Regions from separate parts of the Delphinus delphis genome. Here all the other regions are linked to region 3. A link is a contact called in public Hi-C data. All regions are on one chromosome and are shown on one strand. The core of a region is the stretch at or near the end of the contact, and the rest is flanking DNA. Distances in the headings are between cores, read along the strand shown.

What was found. Hi-C and Micro-C count contacts between places; a contact is called where the count stands out from the background.
Region 1: a contact with region 3 is called in a Hi-C map of lung, with 2.6 times the contacts expected there. The contact joins the promoter of DNAAF3 here to the promoter of UBE2S in region 3. A contact is called at or near these places in 2 of 3 Hi-C or Micro-C datasets (lung and muscle).
Region 2: a contact with region 3 is called in a Hi-C map of lung, with 2.1 times the contacts expected there. The contact joins the promoter of PPP1R12C here to the promoter of UBE2S in region 3. A contact is called at or near these places in 2 of 3 Hi-C or Micro-C datasets (lung and muscle).

What each region holds. Positions count from the first base shown.
Region 1 is chr20:3,366,688-3,369,545 of mDelDel1.2, forward strand. It overlaps DNAAF3 (dynein axonemal assembly factor 3), which reads left to right and starts at 1,467. Exons shown (of 11, transcript XM_060000999.1): 1 at 1,467-1,551; 2 at 2,067-2,209; 3 at 2,565-2,658. The coding sequence starts at 1,467.
Region 2 is chr20:3,393,636-3,396,335 of mDelDel1.2, forward strand. PPP1R12C (protein phosphatase 1 regulatory subunit 12C) reads left to right here and starts at 1,279. Exons shown (of 22, transcript XM_060000715.1): 1 at 1,279-1,970. The coding sequence starts at 1,284.
Region 3 is chr20:3,195,262-3,197,961 of mDelDel1.2, forward strand. It overlaps UBE2S (ubiquitin conjugating enzyme E2 S), which reads left to right and starts at 1,432. Exons shown (of 4, transcript XM_060000131.1): 1 at 1,432-1,621; 2 at 2,231-2,378. The coding sequence starts at 1,619. It overlaps ZNF628 (zinc finger protein 628), which reads right to left. Exons shown (of 3, transcript XM_060000122.1): 1 at 2,637-2,700.

The DNA of each region.
Region 1 (2,858 bases), core at 217-2,716, 170 kb after region 3:
TCGATCCCTGGTCAGGGAACTAGATCTCACATGCCGCAACTAAAAGATGCCATGTGCTGCAACTAAAAAAAAAAAAAAAAACGATCCTGCGTGCCACAACTAAGACCTGGCTCAGCCAAGTAAATAAATAAATAAATAATAAATAAACAACAACACAAGCCATATAGACCTGGAGACAACAGAGAACTTGGTGTGGTTCCTGAGGTGTGCTGTTACCATCTCTCTGAAGCCCTGTTGTGTAGCTTGCCCCCTTCCATGGTGTAAATACTGTCACTGTGGCTGATTTCAAGCCACCGATGTGAAGTCTGAATATAGAGTTGAGAAGAGATGCCTACTACCACACCATCCTATAGTATTTCCCAGAGTAGAACAAGGGTCCCAAAATTTAAGGCAAAGCCAAAACAAAAACAAACTCACCAAAACCAACACACCCGGTAATCAAGATAGAAAGTATTTTAATGCAATTTTTTTTAAAAATTTAAAGACAGGATCTGACCCTTCACTTGGACCTCTCTGCCTTATCCTAATCCTGGCCCTTGTTCTAATAAAACTTTATTTACAAAAATAGACAGCCCATGGTCCTAGTTTGCCAACTTCATTTTTTAAACTATCGCATGAAAATAGCATTTCCTTCTTACAGGTACAATAGCTGTAAATAACCTTAAGACCATCAATAATTGTAAAATATAATAAAGTAGGAAGTGATGAGTTTTGAGTATGATTACTTTTATTTTAATGTATTTTATTGGAATTTAATTTTTAGTAAAAAGTTTAATTTTTAGTAATGATTGTGTGTAAAACCAGGTCATAAAATTCCTGAAAATGTAGCAACCGGAGCCAGTGCTAGCTGGCCTCAGTACTTCGCTGTGTTTTTCTCACCTGGAGAGAAGCCCTGTGTGATAGAGCCAGGGTGTGAGGGGAAATGGGGCCACAGAGGTCTATAGTTTATGGTCTAAGCCACCTCAGTTTAATTTGGGTTGATCAAGATTCTGTTCCGTTCTAAATTTGAATCGGCCCAGGCCTCCAGCTTCCAGAAATTTGGATCGCCCCCAGCTCCGCCCCAGCCTCTTCCGGCCCCGCCCCTTCCCCTTCAGCGCCGTCGTCATGACAACCGCGTCCTCTCGCCCACCGCTCCCACAAACCCTTAGCGCTCCCATTGGCTAAAAGTTTGCAACGGGCAGGTCTCCCTCGCTCTCATTGGTCAGTTTATGGCGGTGGTGCCAGCCCGCACACTCCTATTGGCCGACTGATTGAAAAGGGCGGGGACTATGGGCAGCAGTTGTGTAGGGGCCTTCGGATCCCAGCGCCGCACCGAGAGGGGAGGGAGGGGACGTCTCGGGTTATTTAGAAGGATAAAGGTGAGGGGGCTGTGAAAGGGGCGAGAAGTCAGCGGAGGTGAGAGGGGAATGGGTGTGCAATGCAGACACGATATTTGGGGATTCCCGGGTTGTTTGTCCCGCAGGGAGATGACCACACCAGCGGGCTCGGGCACTGGCTTCGGCTCTGTGTCCTGGTGGGGCCTGTCCCCGGCGGTTGACCTGCAGGCTGAGAGTGAGTCGCCCACACAGGACTACAAATCATCCGACACAGCGGCTACTTTCACAGCCTGGCAGACACTAACGTTCTGGCGCTAACGTTCTCTGAGGGTCCAAGGGCGGGGGGCGCCCTCCAGTGGACAGCCTAGATACCTCTGCGAACTACGAGTCCCAGAATGCTTAGAGGCACAGCTCCTTTTAAAACCAAGGCCAGGGCTTTCCTCGTGGCGCAGTGGTTGAGAGTCCGCCTGCCGATGCAGGGCACACGGCTTCGTGCCCCGGTCCGGGAGGATCCCACATGCCGCGGAGCGGCTGGTCCCGTGAGCCATGGCCGCTGAGCCTGCGCGTCCGGAGCCTGTGCTCCGCAACGGGAGAGGCCACAACAGTGAGAAGCCCGCGTACCGCAAAAAAAACCAAAAAAACAAGGCCAGGGGTGCAAGTCCTGCTGGGAGTTGTAGTTCATCGTGCTGGGGGGTGGCTGCAGGGGGCGTTCTCCAGGCCACCAACCCCAGCCCGCTGTCGTCTTGTCAGGTCCTCCTGTGGACCCAGACTCACAGGCCGATACAGAGCACGGGACCCCCGAGCTAAATGTGCTGCTGTTGGGCTCCGTGGATGGGCGACACCTGCTACGGACCCTGACCCGGGCGGCTCTCTGGCCTCGAAGGAGGTTCCGTGTAAGCTGGGATTATGGGGTCCTGGAAGGAGGAGGATGAAGATAAGAGCACAGATTCCTGAGTCCTTGAGGGAGGAGGGAGCTGGGGACCCAGACTCCTAGGTCCTGAGGAGGGAAGGGGCTGGTGTTCGGGACTCCTGGGTTGAAGCGAGAGGAAGAGCCTAAGGATCAAGTCTCCTGAGTAGTGATGGGGAGGAGGGTTCTGAGTGCCCACACTCCTGTGTTTAAAGGAGTGGGGCTGGTGTACAGGTCTCCTGGGTCCTGTGGAAGGAGGGGGCTGAGGTTTCTCGCTCCAGGGTCTCCTAGGGGCCAGGAACACAGGTCTCACAATCATTTTTCCCTGTCCATCCTTCCAGTTTTATGTGCTGGAGAATAATATGGAAGCTGTAGCCCGACACATGCTGATTTTCAGCCTAGCCCTGGAGGATCCTGAGAAGATGGGGTTGCAAGGTCAGCAAATACCCGGCAATCTGGCCCCCAGCTCCTTCCCCCTCCCTGCAGGAATTCTGGCATTTCAAGGGTGCGGTTAAACATTTTGGACATTGTTCCGTATTTCATCACTTGCTCACTTGTTTGGTAGCCTTAGAGCCTCAGCTTTTCCCACCTTTGAAATGGGGATAAAAGATAATACTTCCTAGAATCATTTAGGG
Region 2 (2,700 bases), core at 29-2,528, 200 kb after region 3:
GGCACTGTGGCTCTTGAAAACAAAACAAAACAAAAACAGAAAGCCAAAAGTGGATAAACCTAAAAAAAAAAAAAAAAACTGCCATCGGAAAAAACAACAAAAACAAACAAACAAAAAAAACCTGCCATTGGGAACCGGGATGCCACCCGCCTTTCTGTTCTGCGTCGTCTGTGAGGTCACAGATGGGTCACAATATGATTTCTGGCTCCGGGACTGCTATCCCCTTTGTGTCCATCCCGACGGTCTCCAGGCCTCACGGGATTTGTAGTTTATTATAATTATAATTATTATTATTTTTGCACAAGCCCAGGGACTTCAGAGTGGGTAGGGCTGCTCTGACATCCCTTGGGAAAAAAGAATCTTGCTTCTGTTTGGATTTCAGCGCCGTTATGCTGAAACGTTTGCGCTTTTTATGGGTCTTTGTTCCGGTCTAAAAGTGCCTGCCTCTTTCCCAATGAGGATTTAAGTGCAGAGTGCTTAACATAAGGATTATTTCATGCTTTATGGTGCTATGTATGAGGCAATTCACTCTCCACATCTGTTCGATCTCCTCGCCCTGGACTACAAATCCCAGCATGGCTTGCGAGGATGTAGAGCCCGGACTACATTTCCCAGCGTGCTCCACGTCCCAAGGAGACAGTCAGTAGCGGGGAGGACCAGTGAAGGCTCTGGGGGAGCTGTCATTGTGGACCCCGTCTCTTCGGTTCCTTTCCCGATGTGACCCAGGGGTTCTATCAGGGACTTGGGGTGCTTTGGGACTCTGCCTAGGACCAACTGTGCCTTTAGGGGCGTGGCCCCGAGGACTACGTTTCCCAGCGTGCCCAGCGGCCGATCGCCGTGACCTTTGTACCGCAATCTTTACTTCCCAGCATGCCCCGGGAGGTCACCCAGGGATTGTCTTGGTCTAAGGGTTGCGGACTAAATTTCCCGTAGTGTCCTGACGTTTCCCACGACCTAGGTAATCCATTCATTCATTCATCCAAAATACTATTTCCGATCGCGTTTTATTAGGCTCAGGTCTTGGCACTGGGAGCAAGTAGTGCACACGGAAGACAAAAATTCCTGTCCTCCTGGGGCTTATTTCTAGATGAAGCGAGCAGACTTTTAGGACTTTTAGTCCTTCTAGGACTCCCGGGCTGTCAAGTCCATTTCCTACTAGGTCCCCAGGGGACAGTTCTTCGTCCTTTTGATGCTGTGAACTACATTTCGCAGCATGCCCTGGGGGGCACACCTGTAACCTTTAGACTCCATTTCCCAGCACTCGCAGGAGAATCCTCTCAATCATGTTTCCTTTCGACACCTCGGAGCTGCGAACTTCCCAGTGTGCCTCGGGGCCGATCGAGGCCGGAGCGTTGCCAAGAGCAAGTTCCGCTTATGGACTCCATTTCCCAGAGCTCCCCGCAGCCTTCCGTGAGGCGGTTGCCATTCGCCTCTCCCGGCTGAGGACTCCATTTCCCAGAGCGCCCCGGGACGGCGGGGTGACGTCACGCGCCGGGCGGGGGCCAGTGGATACTTGGGCGGCGCGGGGCGGCGCGGGACGGTGCTGGGCGGGCGGTAGATCCCGGCGGCTCGTGGGCGGGCGGCGGCAGCTCAGGGCTCGGAGCTCGGCGCTCGCTCGCTCGCTCGTTCGCTCACGGGCTGGCGGTGCGATGTCGGGCGAGGATGGCCCGGGGGCGGGCTCCGGGGCGGCGGCGGCAGCGGCCCGCGAGCGGCGGCGGGAGCAGCTGCGGCAGTGGGGGGCGCGGGCGGGCGCCGAACCGGGCCCCGGGGAGCGGCGCGCCCGCACCGTGCGCTTCGAGCGCGCCGCCGAGTTCCTGGCGGCCTGCGCGGGCGGCGATCTGGACGAGGCGCGCCTGATGCTACGCGCGGCCGACCCCGGCCCGGGCGCCGAGCTCGACCCTGCTGCCCCGCCGCCCGCCCGCGCAGTGCTGGACTCCACCAACGCCGACGGCATCAGCGCCCTGCACCAGGTCAGCGCCCCCGCCCGGGGCCGTCCCGGGGACCTGAATCGCCCTGGGTCTGCGCCACCTCGAGCACCCTCCCTCCCCTGTCCGAAGTCACCGTTGCTAGTCCTGGTCTGCGCCGTTGTTGCTGCTCCGGTCCCTGCCATCCCGTGCTGGCCCTCTTTTCCGCCCACCCACCTCGAGCTCCCTTCTTCCGACCCTGAGACACTTGAACTGACCCTGGTCTTTGCCACCCTGCGCCGCCCTCTCCCTGGACCCGAGCCATTGTTGACGGCCTCAGTCCAGTCCCTCCTAGTCTCGTCACTTCGCGCTGCTCTTTCCCGACCTTGAGCTCTCTTTACTAGTCTCGCCTGTGCCACCTCCACTGGTTCCACCTCTACTTTGTCATCTAATGCTGGACCTCTTTCCTGAGTCGGTGACACTTACAGCTCTACCGCTGCCCACAGTTTCCCCCTTCCAGGCAGGTATCACTTTCCTGGAGCATCCTCCTCCTCTTTCTTGGGCCTGTGCTGCTTCCCCCCTTGGTCTCTGGGCTGGGCCACCTCTTTGGCTAGGCCCAGGGCCTTCCACGCCACTTCTTTCATCCTTGGTCTGTGCCATCTGTTGCTGTCTAAGGATGCTTTTTCCTGAGCCCCTGCCTTCAAGGCTCTGTATTGTTTTTTTGGCCGTGGCTCGCAGCACGTGGGATCTCAGTTCCCTGACCAGGAATCGAACCCATGCCCCCTGCAGTGGAAGC
Region 3 (2,700 bases), core at 182-2,681:
AACCCAGCGAGCACCGGATCGATCACCACCACTCTCGTGACCATCATCAGTTACGTCTGTTGAGTGGACTTCTGAGATACAGCTCAGTCTGACCACCACCTACGCCATGTCCCAAGTGGGGGCAGGGGGGGCCCTGGGCAAGTCACTTGACCCCTCTCTTCCTTCAGGGTTCTTCGGTGTTAACTGGGCCGCACTCCTCTGCACCCGGTGGGATAACACCCAAGGCGAGGCGCGTGGGATGCCCGCGTGCGGCCAATCCGCCACAAACTAGTCATGGCTACGGCGGTGGGCGTCTCTGCACGTTCCTGGCCCCTGTTCCAGAGGCTGGGGCCCCCTGAGGAGTCTTTTCGGGACCAGGGCAGAGAGGGCCTGACGGGGGCGCCGCGGCCGCACCGCACAGGAGCCGAGGAAGCGGGTCAGCTCCCGGGCCTCCCGCTCTCAGGGCGCCGACACTGGGCCGCCCGGGGCGCTCTGCGCCGGTTCACAGGACAGGGAAAGGGAGACCCGGCGAGGCCTGGCTGGCAGGAGACCGCTGTCAGTCACAGGCAGGGCCAGGCCCTCAACAAGGCCTGGGGGCTCTTCCTTCTTTCTCGGGCACAGTCCTCACAGGAGGAGACTGAAGCCTGGCTGGGGCCAGAGGTCACACACTGGACGGCCAGGCGTCTAAGCCTTCAGCGCCCGGTTGACACACCACGCAGGTCACAGGTCATTCTCAGCACAAAATGGCGCCTCGGAGAAAAACGTACAACGATTCCCAGCGCCCACCCCCACTCCCGGCTGAGGAAGGGGCGCGGGCATCCGCGCACACTCATTTGCATACACAAAAATCAACGAACCTCATTGGCTGCAAGCGCCTGGGTCCGCGCTAGGCAAGGCTCCCATTGGTCGCTCTCCATTTCCCTCGCCCCCCCAACCCCCGTGCTGCCTTCTCCGTCAAGGATTGGCCCGCGCGCGTCTCGTGACGCCACTCCACGACTGCGCGCCCCTATTGGCCGGCGCGCCTTCTATCGTCCTTTTAAACCGCCAGAGTCCCACCTCCCTTCGCCCTGCCCAGGCTCCACGGCCGACCGTTAGTCGCGTGAGTGATCTCCTGGGCGTCGGGGCACGCGCGTGCGCCAGCGTCTCATTCAAATGGACCAATCAGCGGTCGCGTCGCCCTTCACGTCCTCTCCCGCTCTACTTCCCTTTCTCCGCCACTCCATCCTCCCGGATCCCTCCCCGACCACCGCGTACCCCCATTGGCCGGCCCGCCGAGCGCCCCCTCCCCAACTTCGGCCTGCAGCTTGCTGGAAGGGAGCGAGCTCGTCGAACGCCGAGGGCCGTGCGCGCTGACGTCACGGGTCGAGGCACGGCGAGAGGGGCCCGCGAGGGGGCGCGGCCTGTGGGCGGATATAAAAGGGCGGCGGTGCGCGCGCGACAGGCTTAGTGCGGCCGGGCACTGGGGGCGGGTGGAGGTGCGGTGCGGTTCGCGGCGGGCGTCGGAGGCAGCGGGGAGCAGAGCGGGGCCGCCGGGGCCTCGCTAGGGCCGCAGCGGCAGCAGTTGGGCCCCCCGCCCCGGCCGGCGGCCGGAGAGCGCAGGAAGGGGGCCGGGGGGACCCGCCCCCGGCCGGCAGCAGTCATGGTGAGCTAGGCGTCCAGGCCCGGGAGGGGTGGTTGGGCCTCCCCCCCCAGAGGAGGAGGCGGGGTCTCAGGAGCCTCTCGCGGGCGGCTTGGGGGATTGGAGGGCCCACCTGGGTATCCCGGGCCTGAGATGGGCCCGGGGGCCTTCCTGTAGGCGGGGCGGGGCGGGAGGGGAGGGCCCGGCCGAGCTCCGGGCTTTTTGGCCCGCCCGTGGGTGTTTCGGGAACAACGACGCTCCGCCACCGTCTCCAGGCTCGAGTTGGGGTTTCCAGGGTGGTCTTAACCAAGATTAGGTGGGGAAGGGGGACCGGCATAGGCCTCGGGCCTGCCCGGAATCATTCGGGGACCTTGCGGAGCTACGAGCGGGCTTTGGGGTCTTCTGGGGAAGGTGGAGTCATCCGCAAGCCCTCGGCAATCCGCCCTATTTCTAGTGGGAGATCAGCTTGGGGCGGTCGCCTGAAGCATCCTGGGTTGGGGGTTCTGGGAGCTCGGGGTGATTGACAGCCTGGGACTGCAGGAGTAAGACTAGGGTGCCACTGCATCCTAGATCCTGCAGGAGGCACCAGGCCCTGGCTCTGCCCGTGGCTCACCCCCTTGTCTCCATACCTAGAACTCCAACGTGGAGAACCTGCCCCCCCATATCATCCGCCTGGTGTACAAGGAGGTGACGACACTGACAGCTGACCCACCTGATGGTATCAAGGTCTTTCCCAATGAGGAGGACCTCACTGACCTGCAGGTCACCATCGAGGGCCCTGGTGAGTGTGGGAATGAGAGGGAGGGGTGCACTTCCTAGATCTCCGTCAATCTTAGAGCAAGGATAGGAGGCTCCCACTGTAAGGTGGACTGCCAGACCCTGAGGACGCAAGGGTAGACATGACAGGCACACCTGTTACACATGGTGCTCACAGTATGCAGGGCAGGACACTAGAAATGACAAGTAATTGTATATACTTTCCCCGTAAGTGTTGTGAGAAAAATTCTGGGGGCCAGGAGAGCATATAATGGGGCCTTACCTGGGTTTGGGTGTTTCCTCCATCCTGAAGTATGGGTAGGAATTAAGTGGGATTGGGAAGAGGA